Regions from separate parts of the Mus musculus genome. Here region 2 is linked to region 1. Evidence: chromatin contacts called from public HiChIP or PLAC-seq data. All regions are on one chromosome and are shown on one strand. The core of a region is the stretch at or near the end of the contact, and the rest is flanking DNA. Distances in the headings are between cores, read along the strand shown.

Region 1 (6,540 bases), core at 2,270-4,769:
TAAGTGGCCTTAATTCTGTGTTGCAAATAGACTAACACTAGAGTAGATGAAACATGTTAAGAGTTATGTATCTCCATGGGTGACTAACTAGGACTTTATATTTTTCACCTTGTATTACAAAGTTTGAGAGATGAGAGGGCACCCAGGTTATATAGATTTGTCATCCATGGACAGCCAACCCCTGGTACCTACACCAGGTGGGGGTTAAAAGTAGAATGTAAAATAGCTTAGGTATCATGAGAATATTTTTTTCTTTGACCAAAGATTAATTTCCCCTTCTATTCTGAATAAAGCTTGAAGCAAAAGTTTCACGTGAAAACAATACCATAAAACCAAGCCTGACTCTCCCTGCTTGACTAGACTTAGGTATTCCATTCACAGTTCTGAACCTACCACAGGCTGTAAGCCCCAGAGGGGAAGTTCAAAAGGGCAGCTCTGGGGACGTGTTCCTGTCATCAGGCTTTTCTACTCCTGATCCCGGGGGACAAGCTTGTCAATCATCTTTGTTTTCTGAGTGACACAAACTCAACTGGTGGGAAGAGCAAGCAGGTGAGACACTCCTGCCTTCTCAAAGCACCACTGTGATGTTATGGTTCCTTGACTAGCCTCACTCCTAGCCTCCCTTTACTCCTTCCATCCTTGATACTTAGTAGCCACCACTCAGCAACTACTGAGGAAAGAGCTTTGGACTGGAGCTTCATGAGCTCTCAAGCAGGCCAGTCACAAGTAAGCTGAAGGTAGAACCCTCACCAGAGCTTTCCACGCCAAGCTCCTCAAGTGAATTCCTTCCACAAGCACAAGGTCCTCCCATCTGGGATCCAGATTCAGGAATCCACCCTATGCACTGACATATGACAGGTAAGTCCTGGCCACATTACAGGGATTCATCTCTGAATGAAGCACACTGTTGACATGTCTGGCACTCCGTGGAAAGGTTCTTTTAACCTAAGTCATGTTGGCTCCTGACTGCTGTGACAGCCAGGAGCACAAGACGCTGAGGAAACCACACAGGCTGTTGTTCATGAACGTCACGTAACTTGTACATTCTCATGTTAGCTGTCCCTAAAACAGCATCACTGAACTCCACCCACTCTCAGCTGGAGGATGCTGTAGCCAGGTAGTGGTGCACGCCTTTAATCCCAGCGCTCAGAAGGCAGAGAAGGAGGTACATCTCTGAGTTTGAGGCCAGCATGGTCTACAGAGCGAGTTCCAGGACAGCCAGTACTAGGCAGAGAAACTCTGTCTCAGAAAACCAAAACTAAACAAACCAACACACTGTGTTTCCTAATATATCAGATTATTCATGTCTTTCAACATATGGTCAAGCTCATCTCCAGCACTAATTCCAAACACCATGTTGGGCCCCTTCATTGGTCTCTGTCTTACCAGCATTGCCAAAAATCTGTAGCACTCAAAAGCAATCTAAAACAACTTGCCTGCCATTTTTGGGCATTATAAACATCAAAATGTATAAACAAGAAACTGAATGAAAGGGGATATGTCTAAGGAAAACTAAAGACCTGAATCGCTTGACAGTCAAAAGGCCAAAGGGAAAAGAAGAAAACAAGAAGCTGCCATTCTATTTCAAAATCATCTTAAAGTAATGTAATTATTCATTAAAATAATTGTTCATGTAAAAATAAGTAACAGATAACTATCATAGATGAAAATTTAAAACTAAACACTCAAAGTTAGCCCTTTGTAATGGCTTCTCTTTTTTAAATCAAGTACATAAGACAAGGAACAAACTGCTACCATATATGTAAGAATGCCTTCTAACTGGAATTATGGAAATTCTTAAACGCTATAAACTGCACTTAGAGAGACTGCCATCTTCTAAACCAATCAAGAATATACAAGTGATTAAGAAATTACAATGGCAATTTAACTCGAAAGAAAGAAAGAGAAAGAAAGGAAGAAAGAAAGAAAGAGAGAGAGAGAGAGAGAGAGAGAGAGAGAGAGTGGGTGGGTTTTGCTAGGAACATGGAACGGTTCCTGGGAAATTGGTGAAAACCAGGACACAGGGAGAAAGGCCCTGGGAGGGAACCCTGGTCCTGGCCCCTGAGATTTGGCCAATGCCAAATATAGGCAAGGATCTAGGGTGGAAAAAAAAAATGTGTTGTGTGAACAGTATGGCTGTATGGGACAAGGACTTAGCCACTGTACCTGCTGATCCTGAACTCCCACGAGGGACAGACATACTTTCTCCCTCTAATTATTTCTCCACTCATAACTTTGCCCCCTCCCCTTGTACACACCTTTCCTAACATAATATTCGGCAAGATTCCTCAGGGTACAACTTTGAAATACAGTACGAGAACCCAAGAAACCAACACGAGATTTCAAAGGCACCTGACTCCTGAGTTCACACACGCTTCCGGGACTTGTGAACCTGCCCAGGCAGGCGGGAGGCACCTCCACTCCTCTCTAGACAAATACCTTTAAGAGGCGGAGACAAGAAACAGAAAAGGTCCGCCGGGTCCTTGATTAGGGAACTAAGGTTACTGGTGACAGTAACCACCTGCTCTCCAAAACCCTTCCAGATCTGGAGGGGCACAAGGGGCGGGGGGGGCGGGGGGGGGTAAGGGGTTGGGACGTAAGGAGACTCCTGCTAGGGTTTCAAGAGTTGCTACTTGAGCGAGTCAGATGACGGTGAAGAAGCCCGGTGTTCCAGGCAGGGCCTGCGACTCTGGAGCTTCTGGGTAGCACCAGCTAAAGCCCCTGCAGCCAAAGTGCCCACCCATGCCCGGGCCAGTCGCTCCCCACTCGGGACTGCTCTTCGCCCATCCTTAGGCCTCAGCCCCCCGTCCCCACCGGGCACCGGTGCCCGCCTTCTTACGCTGAATGGGCGGGTAGCAGCTGGGGTCCTCGGCGCCCGGCTGGCAGCGGCTGGAGAAGGCGCTACGCGGGGTCACGTAGTTGCTGGGGAAGATGCCCACCCGCTGGTTCAGCTGTCCGGTCCACCAGCCCTCATCGCCGGACACCTGCGAGTCCTTGGACAGCACCTCTACCACATCGCCCAGCCGCAGGGTCAGCTCGTCCTCGCCCGCCGCCTCGTACTCGAACACAGCCGTCCAGTAGGGCAGCGCGGCGTGAGATCCCAGCTCGGCCGCCGCCTCCTCCTCGTCCTCCTCCTCTTCGGCCCCAGCGCCCGTGGCATCGTCCCCCGGCGGGGCGGCAGTGGCACTCGCCAGGCAGCCGAGAAGCGATCTGGAGGACTCCATGGAGCGGCTGGTCCATAGGGTGCGGGGCGGCCGCCCGCGGGAGCCGCCGCCGCCTATTGTTCATGCGGCTCGGCAGCGCTGGGGGCTCCGCGCCCCCGACGGCCGCCGCAGGTAGGGCCCGAGCAGGCTGGGCGCGCGAGAGTCGAGGACGCCCGGTGCGCACCGCGAGCGCGCACCGCGGACAGGGGCGCGGCGCAGTCCCGGCCGCCTGGCGCCCCCGCGGGCGGCCTCGCCCCTCGGCGGCTCCCACCTGCTCGTGCCGCCCGTGCCCGCCGCCCGCTGGCCGCTCCCTCCCCTCCCCGCCCCGTGCGCCCCGCCTCCCGCACGCCCGGGACCACCTGACGCGAGCCTGGCTCCGCCCCAGCCCTGCGGACCCGGGGGCGGGGCCTCCAGGATGGGCCCGCCTCCACAGCCAACCCATCCTCCCATTGGCCCGCCGCGGCTGTCCGTCTCCTGAGGGTGGCTGAGACCTCATTGGGTGGCTCCCGAAGGTGAGACCCAGCGTGCGTTCGGACAGTCCGAGCGGGCTGCGGAGCCCTCTGTCTTTTGTCCGCGCCGTTTGGTCCTACGGGCTGCGCCAATTCCCGGTTCAGATGGATCTGCTGTTCCCCTATTTGGCCACGGGGACCAGCTTACGTCCACTGTCGCCGCTACGCACACACTCACACCCCGGAACCTTATGGCTAGCGATGGAAGAACTCTTTCGATTGCTCTGCTGGCCTTAATGAAGACTGTGTTCATCTTTGTAAGAAGAAGTTCCTGGCCATTGTTATTAGAATTCCGAAAGGGGAGGTCTCCTAGTGGGGCTTCCGCAGGCTCGGGAAGTCATGCGGAACCAGCTAGTTTGCGCTTGCCTTGTGAAACTGGCTATATCTAGGACCCTGGTGACTGGATACCCAGTTTCCAAAGACTAAAGGAGTAAAGGCGGGTGCTGCCTGCCATTCTTGGGCAAGGGCTGACCTATGCTATGTCTTTTTGTTACCTGCCGCCACCACCCCCAAGGACCTTAACCTCTTTTACATGTTTTTAAGCCTGTCATAGCAATGGCTTCCATATTTCAGCCATGGTAACTACCAAACTGTATTTCCAAGACAGGCATTGATGTGATTTGTGTAACAAGAGTCAGTACTTCATTGTTTATTTGCTCATTTGTGGTTTTGAAGCAAGATCTTACTGGGTAGGCCATACTGGCCTCTCATTATCTCGCTGCCTCAACTGCCCAAGTCTTGGGATTACAGGCGTGTGCCAATGTGCCCCACCAGACCATTTTTGTTTCATTTTAATTTGAAGTTTAATATTAGGCAAACTGGAGCAATTTGAAAAAATAGCGAGGCAGCTACATGACCTTGGGCAGGTGCCATCTGTTTATCCTTGAAGTGAAGACCGTGGAGGGAAAAGCCTCCTGTGTTTTAGTTTTGGACATCCAGTGATTTGCAAGGGGCTGTGACTACATTGTAAAGGGAGACACTGTGCACATTTAAGGTCTTGGGAAAGGGATGAGATGGTACTGTTCAAGGAGCATCCAGACAGTCCTGGGGACGGAGATCCGGAAGTAAATCCCCTAACGCAGTCAAGTTTATAGGAGGGTCTAACATGTTCAATTCCTGGGAGGGTCAGTAAACTGGGAAATACATGCGTGAGTCTGGATAGATTCTCTTGATAGAAGCCACTCTGCCTACAAGAGGATGGGAAAGGGAAAATAGTGTTTAAACAAATATTTTATTTAATAAAATTTTCATGTGTGTGAGAAAGGAGTCTTACAAAGTAGATAACACACACACACACACCCTGGAGGGGCTGTAGAGATAGATGGCTTGGTGGTTGAGAGCATTGACTTCTCCAGAGGACCCAGATTCCGTTCCCATCCCCCACTATGGCACCTCCTGTAACTTCAGGGGAAATGACATACTTGACTGGTCTCTATGGGCACTAGGAATGCACATGGCGCGCACACAGGCAAAGCACTCAAGCACAGAGAATGGTTTTACAAAGATGAAAACTGGAAAGGAGGATGTTAACTGGGTCTTCAAGTCGTACAATTATTGATGGATTGCAGCTTTTTGAATTGTCATTTTTCTCCCCTACTCACGCGTGGCCATTTCCACACACCTCTTCTCCCTGGAGGAGCAGATGAGAATAGTCCTGGCTCCCTAAGAGTAAAAGAAAAAAAAAAAAGAATGCCCTGCTCAATTTAAATATTTAATGCTCCAGCAAGTGCTTAGAGCCTCATGAAGAGTCACTCACCAAACATTCCAAAAAGTCACTCTCTAAATATTTGTTGAATGGATAAGTGCTAAGAACTCAAACTAGGGAAGATCCTTCAGACCACAGTTGCCTAGCAGGGCTTCATGGTAGAGAAGCAGAAACAGAACCGGTCCCAGAGAGGTACGGGGGGTGGGGGGGGGAAGAGGATAAGAAAGAATGCTGGAAACCTACTGAGGTTGGGTTGCAGAAGGCTTGGTAGCTATTTGATTCACATTAATAATTATTTAATTGATCATTTGAAATGATTTAATAACAAAGGTGTTTGCCATAAGGGCAGCAACCGGTCTGACTTGTTCCTTATAGCTTTCCTGGCGTCTCAGAACGCCTGGCACATAGCTAGTCACCTCTCTGGACAGTCACACCTGGTGGCTGGCTTGGCTATAAGCCTAGGAAGTCTGGGTTTTGTTTAGCAGACCAAGGTTATCACAGGGCCAGGGAAATGGTTCACTGGGTAGGAGTGCCTGCTCCACAAACATGAGTACCTGAGTTCAAATCCCTAGCACCTGTGTAAGAAGCTAGCCGTGGCTGTGGGTGCCTGTAACCCCAGCACTGTAGAGCAGACAGGCTGAGACCTCCCTGTCTGGCCATCCTTGCTGAATCATTAGGAGGCTATGAGCAGGGCTTTGGGGTAAAATAACTGAGAGTTTGCCACCCTTGCGTTCCTCAGCTGGGAGTTGAGGAATGTTAGCCAGAAAAGCAACATTTTCTCTACCACACTGGAAAGAAGAGCATCAAGCAGGAAAAGACAGGTGTCCATCAGTGATAGCATTAAACTTAGATCAGATCCTGACTGTATCCCGAAAAACAATCTACCTCTGTACGAGACAAGATTTTATTACTTGTTGTTAATTATACATTAATTATATATGTTCACTAAGTAATTATATTTTGTTCCATTAAATATTTATATGTTTCCTTATGACACTTTCATACTTGTATATATTTTTATCATCAATCTCCATTACCCTCTCTTGTTCCCTCCCCATTCCCAACTAGTCTCGCTTCTATATTCATCTTTGTGTGTGTGTGTGTGTGTGCATGTGTGCATGTG
Region 2 (6,540 bases), core at 2,781-5,280, 36 kb after region 1:
TGTATGTGGAAGAAGGGCTCCAAAAGGCAAATGTACCCCAGGTTCTTTTAAAATCATAAGGCAGCTTTTTCCCAAAGCAGCTTTCTGTGTGTCGGGAGCTTACAAAATCTCTCTGGAATAACTAGGTCAGCTTTTTAACTGTCTACCACTCAGTCAGAAGGGGCCAAACCAGATCAGACGTGCAGCTCTGGCCTCTCCATAACCCCTCCTCCTCCACGATCCCTCTAGACTTCTCAGATTTTAAAGCAAAACTCAAGTCTGCAAACAAATGACCCTCTCCAAGCTGTCCTTGCTTTTAGCTGTGATGGCCTTTCAGCCTGAAGCCTAATGCAGAAATTAAATAACAATTAATTAATTTAATTAGTGCAGTGTTTTTCTTTGATTCGCCCAATTCAGAAAATGATGTTAATATCTACACTCTTTCTCTCCTGATTCAAATCCAAGCACTAAGCATTTCTCATAGCCTGACCCAGCCACCTTCTTAGGTATATGGAGAAGTCTGGGGGAAGCTTGGGTGTCCTAACATCCACAGAAAATAAAGGAAGGAAGGAAGGAAGGAAGGAAGGAAGGAAGGAAGGAAGGAAGGGAGGGAGGGAGGGAGGGAGGGAGGGAGGGAGGGAGGGAGGGAGGAAGGGGGAGAGAGAGAGAGAGAGAGAGAGAGAAGGAAGGAAGGAAGGAAGGAAGGAAGGAAGGAAGGAAGGAAGGAAGGAAGGAAGGGAGAGAGAGAGAGAGAGAGAGAGAGAAAGGGAGAGAGAAGGAAGGAAGGAAGGAAGGAAGGAAGGAAGGAAGGAAGGAAGGAAGGAAGGAAGGAAGGAAGGGTTCTCCTATGTCAGATGGAGAGACTCAAGGCGGGGTCAAAGCTAAGTCAGGTGTGAAGAGATGACTAGACCCTCCCCTTCCACAGGGAGGTCAGTGACAGGCAGCAGGTTGGGTCCTGGGAGAAGCTGATGGAAAACCAGGCAAGCAGACTGAATTCTTTCCTGCTTAGGATGTAATTCTACAGTTGTGAAGACTGTATCAGAGATGCTCTCCCATCACACCCAACACTTCACATGACCTGATAGAGAACCAACAGTGGGCAAGCGAGATACTAGTTCAATTAGTCTTCTCGTTGCTATGACAAAATACTATACAGAAGTGATGTAGAGGGAAAGACTCATTTTGGATCTTTGTGTAGGGGAAGGTTTGCTGGAGAGTGTGGCAGCAGGGGCGTGAGGCAGAGGATGCTGACAGCTGGCTTCCTCCTTCTCCCTTTTCAGGTAGCCTGGGATCCTAGCACATGAGATGATGTCGCCCACATTAGGGGCAGGTTCTCCCCTCCCAGGCTGGAAAGAGACACCATCACACTCAAACACACCCAAAGGTGTTTTTAACACTTTGGAGTTTAACACTAACACTCTAAGTGTGTCTTGATGCAATCAAGTTGACAATTACCATCGCAGGTAACTATTTACAACTTTGGCTCAGGAGCTCAACTTCACCAAAATGTCAGACTCTGCTAAGAGAAGGCACCCTATGAAGATGAAATGGGCCCTTGGCCTTCTCAAGAAGTATCCCCCCCCCCCCCGTACTCCCATTTCCAAATGTAAGGAATAACTTGGATACATAACCCACTGAAACCTCACCAAGTTCTGGTGGCCTTTTGAACTGAACACAAATCAAATAAGTGCATTTTCTCTGAAAGTCAGAGCACAGCACACTAGCACCATCTGAACAGCCAAGCCTTGCTTTAAATGATTAAAATCTAGCAGGGGACTGTAGGTGACAAGGCAGGGGTAGCATTTCTCCATCTTTTTCACCCAACGATGGAAGTCTATTGAGATTAATAAGACCAGCCACGGGTCAAGGGTAATCTGGGAATTCCAACTAGTTCTATGACTGCATGAGTCATGTTACTGTTTGAGCTTTGGTCTCTGCACTTGGAGACATTAGGACTACGTTGGGTTTCGCCAACTTCAATTGTGTTATCTTCCCAGGTCTATTTCATGGAGTACTCATAAAGTGCGTGGCTTAGCCAGCAGATATTTTATGTACCTTGTACTTCTGGAGGTTACAAGTCTGAAATCAAGATGCTGTTAGGCTTGCTCTCTCTTGAGGGCCTTGAAAATCTGTTTCTTGTACTTTCCTGGCTCCTACAGCCTTGGGAATTCCTTAGCTTGTAAAGATGGACACCTTTTTGCCTATGGCTTCATGTTGCTCTCCCTCTGTATAAATTTCTGCTTTTTAATTTTTTTTGTAAAGATGCCATTTGTATAGGATTAAGAGCAACTCTGACAATCTCATCATGACGTAATTTTCTATATAGATTCCATTTTTATTGTCTCATTTTTATGTTATGTGTATGGGTGGTTTTGGCTGCATGTGTGCCTATGTACCATGTGTGTGCAGAGGCCATAAAAGGATGTTAGATCTTTTGGAATAGGAATATCAAATGTTTGTGAGCCACCATATGGGTGCTGAGAAGCAAACTTGGTTTCTCTGGAAGAGCAGCCAGTGTTCTTAGCTACTGAGCCATCTCTCCAGACCCAAAATAAATATGAAGACACATAGGTTCTGAAGATTAAGACTTCAATATCTTTTTTTCCCTTGAGATGAGTTTTTTTTCCTGTGTAGGTAGACCTGGATGTCCTGGAACTCAGAGATCCTCCCCAGTGCTGGGATTAAAGTTGTATGCCATCACCACCTGGTGAGACGTCAACATCTTTTAGTAGGAACAACATTCAATTCATAGATTAATTTAAGAGAGAGAGAACACAAGACCTTACAACATGTACATTGAACCACCTGTAAGAGGAAGGAGCAGGGCTGGTGAGATGGCTCAGCGGTTAAGAGCACTGACTGCTCTTCTGAAGGTCTGAGTTCAAATCCCAGCAACCACATGGTGGCTCACAACCATCCGTAATGAGATCTTCATCTGTGTCTGAAGACAACTACAGTGTACTTAGATATGATAATAAATAAATCTTTAAAAAAAAAAAAAGAGGAGGAAGGACCATGGATAGGAACCCCACTAGCTTGTTCTTGTGCGGCACACAATAGCCAGCAAAGCAGTGTTTCTCACCCTGATGGGCGTGACCTCCTTGAGGATTTAAAAACCCTTTCATGGGAGCTGCATATCAGACATCCCACATATCAAGTATTTATATTCCAATTTATAACAGTAGCAAAATTACGGTTATGAAGTAGCAACAAAATAGTTTTATGGTTGGAGGTCACCCCAGCATGACTGTATTAAAGGGTCACAGCCTTAGGAAGGTTGAGAACCAATGCAGTAGAGAAAGAATGTTCCTGGGGATTCTTTACAATGCCAGGAATACAAATTCAGGAGCTCAGACACACACACACACACACACACACACACACACACACACACACACACACTCACACACACACACACACACACACACACGGGTCTGTTTGTCAGGCAGCCATACTCAAGCATGTAACCCCACACTTTCAGGCTAGAGAAGCCAAAGTCTTGTTCATTCACTAACCGGCTCCCTGTGTCTATACAAAACCCATCTTGATTTTGCCCACTGAGTGAAAATGTAAATCCCATTGGCTCACCCAATCCCACAGACTCCTAGCAGAAAAGCCTTTTGTGAGCTGTTTGTTCAAGTCAGAACCCGGAGAATGTGCTGGGTCCTAACCAAAGATCAGTTTCTCTCTGCCTCTGCCTTTCTCCCCTGGGTTTTACCATTGCCTCCTTGGCTTAGTGCGGTGTGAGTTTGTCACGACTCCCTGCCTTACCCATATGATCTCTGAGGAGAAAAGCAACATCTTTGGTAGCGACCTGTACAACAATGGAAACAAAATTAAAAAAACAAAACAAAACAAAACAAACATTCCTCCCTGGATGACTGGGGACAGATGGGAGCCAAACCATTTCCTTCAGTCCCTGAGCTCATTGTTTCTCCCCAGTGACTTCTGCGATCCACAAAGAGCTTCAAATTCCAGGAAGACAGTGTTCTTATCCAATCCCTCCCCCACATTTACCCTTTTGGTTTTCTTTCTAGAGAGCGGAAGGGGGTGGGGGGCAGGGATCCTTGAAACACCGCCAGATGCAGTATTCCCAAGCGTGTGTGAATGGAGGTGTGAGTCCAGCCTTTTGTTGTTGTTGCTGTTGCTCTGGGTTTGTTTGTTTGCTTGTTTGTTTGTTTGTTTGTTGGAAGAAAGGAAAGAGGAAAAGTAAGAGTCTTTTAAAATGATGGAACTGGGCACGGAGAAAAATCCAGGTCAGTGGAGCAAAGCTCCAAAGCAGAAAGGGGGCGGACAAAAAGCAATGCTCCTCCCCCTGCTCAGCAGAAAGGGGGCGGGCTGAAAGCAATGCTCCTCCCTCCTGCTCAGCTCACCCAGTGTGAGCCAGGCTAGTTCAATGCTTCATGTGACTCTAACCTAATAAAAGGAGATCATGACGTATAAACATGCTACTGCGTAGTGAGAATACTACTAAACAAATCATTTACTCTTGCCATTTGTGACCGCTAAAATATACCTAAACAAGAGTGCATCAGGTTATATATATATATATATATATATATATATATATATATAAAGCTGTTTCTCTCTTTCTCTTTCTCTCTCTCTCTCTCTCTCTCTCTCTCTCTCTCTCTCCTTCTCTCTTGTTTTTTATTTTGGTTTGGTTTGGTTTGGTTTTTGGTTTTTTGAGACAGGGTTTCTCTGTGTAGCCCTGGCTGTCCTGGAACTCACTCTGTAGACCAGGCTGGCCTCGAACTCAGAGATCCGCCTGCCTCTGCCTCCCAAGTGTTGGGATTAAAGGCATGCACCACCATACCCAGCTTTTGTTTTGGTTTTGGTTTTATGTTTTTTTGGTTTGTTTTCTTTTCTTTTCTTTTTTTTTTTTTTTGGACTTTCTTTTTTCCTTAAAAATTTATTTATGTTATTTCTATGAGTACACTGTAGCTATCTTCAGAGGGCATCAGTTCCCATTATAGATGGTTGTGAGCCACCATGTGGTTGCTGGGAATTGAACACAGGACCTCTGGAAGAGCAGTCAGTGCTCTTAACCATTGAGCCATCTCTCCAGCCCACAGTGTGTCAGTTTACAACACGGTCTTTCCTTTGCCCTTTGAGAGACACTCTGGCTTTCTTCATTCCCTGCTGTGTCTGGGCAGCTGGTTTTTATGGGTTAAATATCTTTTGCTTGGGGCTAGCTGCAAGCATCTTCAAGAGATGAGAAAATACAAAGAATGACATGCTTATCTTTGTGGCCATTCCTGATGATGGGTCACCATGGTTGGCTACTTCTCCATACTGAAGATCACAACTTCAGTAAGGGGAGGGGAACATCTTCTTGCAGCCTACTCTTCTTGCAACAGCAACCTGGCCTTTCTGCTCACCCCATATGTTGGGTTTTTACACAGTTGCACATTTGTTTTCCATCCATTCTGTCACTTTTATAAGATTAGTCCCTGAACATCTTAATAAGTTGTCCAGTGTAAGTGTACTCTGTATTGCCAAGAGGTGTCCTGCCTGTTACAACACATGTAGTCTCTTAAGTGTCATCTGATTGGATGGTCTGGTCTCCTTGAAGTCTTGCATGGTTCTGTGCACAGACAAAAGCATTTGTAATTCATACGTTGATGGTTTGTTTTTTTTTTTGGGGGGGGGACTCTTTTATTTGGTCTGGCTCCTCTTTCCAAAGTCACACTCCCAGACCCACATAGAGAATCATACAGGAGTCTATCCATTCACACAGATCTTGAGGACTCATTCATGGGATCTATCTATTCACACATGAGACCATTTAACAATGGATGATCATTACTGCTGCCCACTACCTCCTCTGAATGACATTTTGCTGTACACAGTGCGTGGTGGGATGAAACAGAACCAGTAGGTGGTTTGGAGCCTACCTGTCCCAGATGCAGCTCTTGGCGATGCTGCTTACTAGTTGAGTCCCAAGAGGAAAGCTAAAGGGAGATCCCAAGAACCAGTTTTGTTACATAGAACCGTGAATTACAGAAATGCCACACCTCTTCCTCTTTCTCTGCCATCAGTGTGGTCAACCTGGAGTCCTTTGTTCCTTGTGTACACAGATGTCAGTGGTAGGATAAACCAGGATCCTGGGAAAAGGAGACAGAAAAGATAGGTCCGGTGTGGTGGTCCGAATGAGAATGGCCCCCATAAACTCATGTATTTGAGTGTGTGTACTATTAAAATAGCTGGTGTACTATTTTGGGAGAGATTAGAAGGTGTGGCTATGTCAGAGGAGATGTGTCTGCCTTGGAGGTTTAAAAAGCCTGTGCCAGCCTTACTGTCTCATTCCGCTGTGCAACTCTGAGATTTCTGCATTCCCCCAAATTATCAACAGTATGAATTACAAATGCTTGGTCTGTACACAGAACCATGCAAGGCTTCAAGGAGCTGTAAGCTCTCAGCTACTGCTCCAGCGCCATGCCTGCCTACATCCATGCTCCCTGCCACAAGGACAGTCATAGACTCTTCCTCTGAGGCTGTGAGCCAGCCGTCAATTAAATGTTCTTTTTTCTAACTTCCCCTGGTCATGATGGATCTTCA

Evidence for each region. HiChIP or PLAC-seq counts read pairs in DNA pulled down with a chosen protein or histone mark.
Region 2: an H3K27ac HiChIP or PLAC-seq map of embryonic stem cells shows a contact between it and region 1, with 5 read pairs. The contact joins the enhancer-like site here to the promoter of Map3k9 in region 1. A contact is called at or near these places in 2 of 15 datasets of contacts at CTCF or cohesin (CD8 T cells and the NIH/3T3 cell line), 1 of 484 Hi-C or Micro-C datasets (embryonic stem cells), 4 of 115 datasets of contacts at active chromatin or transcription factors (CD8 T cells, embryonic stem cells and stem cell-derived anterior neural progenitor cells) and 3 of 9 other capture datasets (adipose tissue, liver and pancreatic islet).

What each region holds. Positions count from the first base shown.
Region 1 is chr12:81,777,651-81,784,190 of GRCm38.p6, forward strand. It overlaps Map3k9 (mitogen-activated protein kinase kinase kinase 9), which reads right to left and starts at 3,520. Exons shown (of 11, transcript NM_001174107.1): 1 at 2,840-3,520. The coding sequence starts at 3,224. It overlaps Gm46366 (a long non-coding RNA gene), which reads right to left. Exons shown (of 3, transcript XR_001780649.2): 2 at 5,314-5,374; 3 at 4,370-4,899.
Region 2 is chr12:81,813,006-81,819,545 of GRCm38.p6, forward strand. No RefSeq gene overlaps it. Among named protein-coding and RNA genes, the nearest start is that of Gm30706, 8.9 kb to the left of the region's middle. Within about 2 kb of position 4,031, at least 74 of the 459 cell types and tissues checked have an H3K27ac peak or open chromatin away from gene starts, as enhancers often do. A contact at or near this core is called in adipose tissue, embryonic stem cells and stem cell-derived anterior neural progenitor cells, where this site is marked.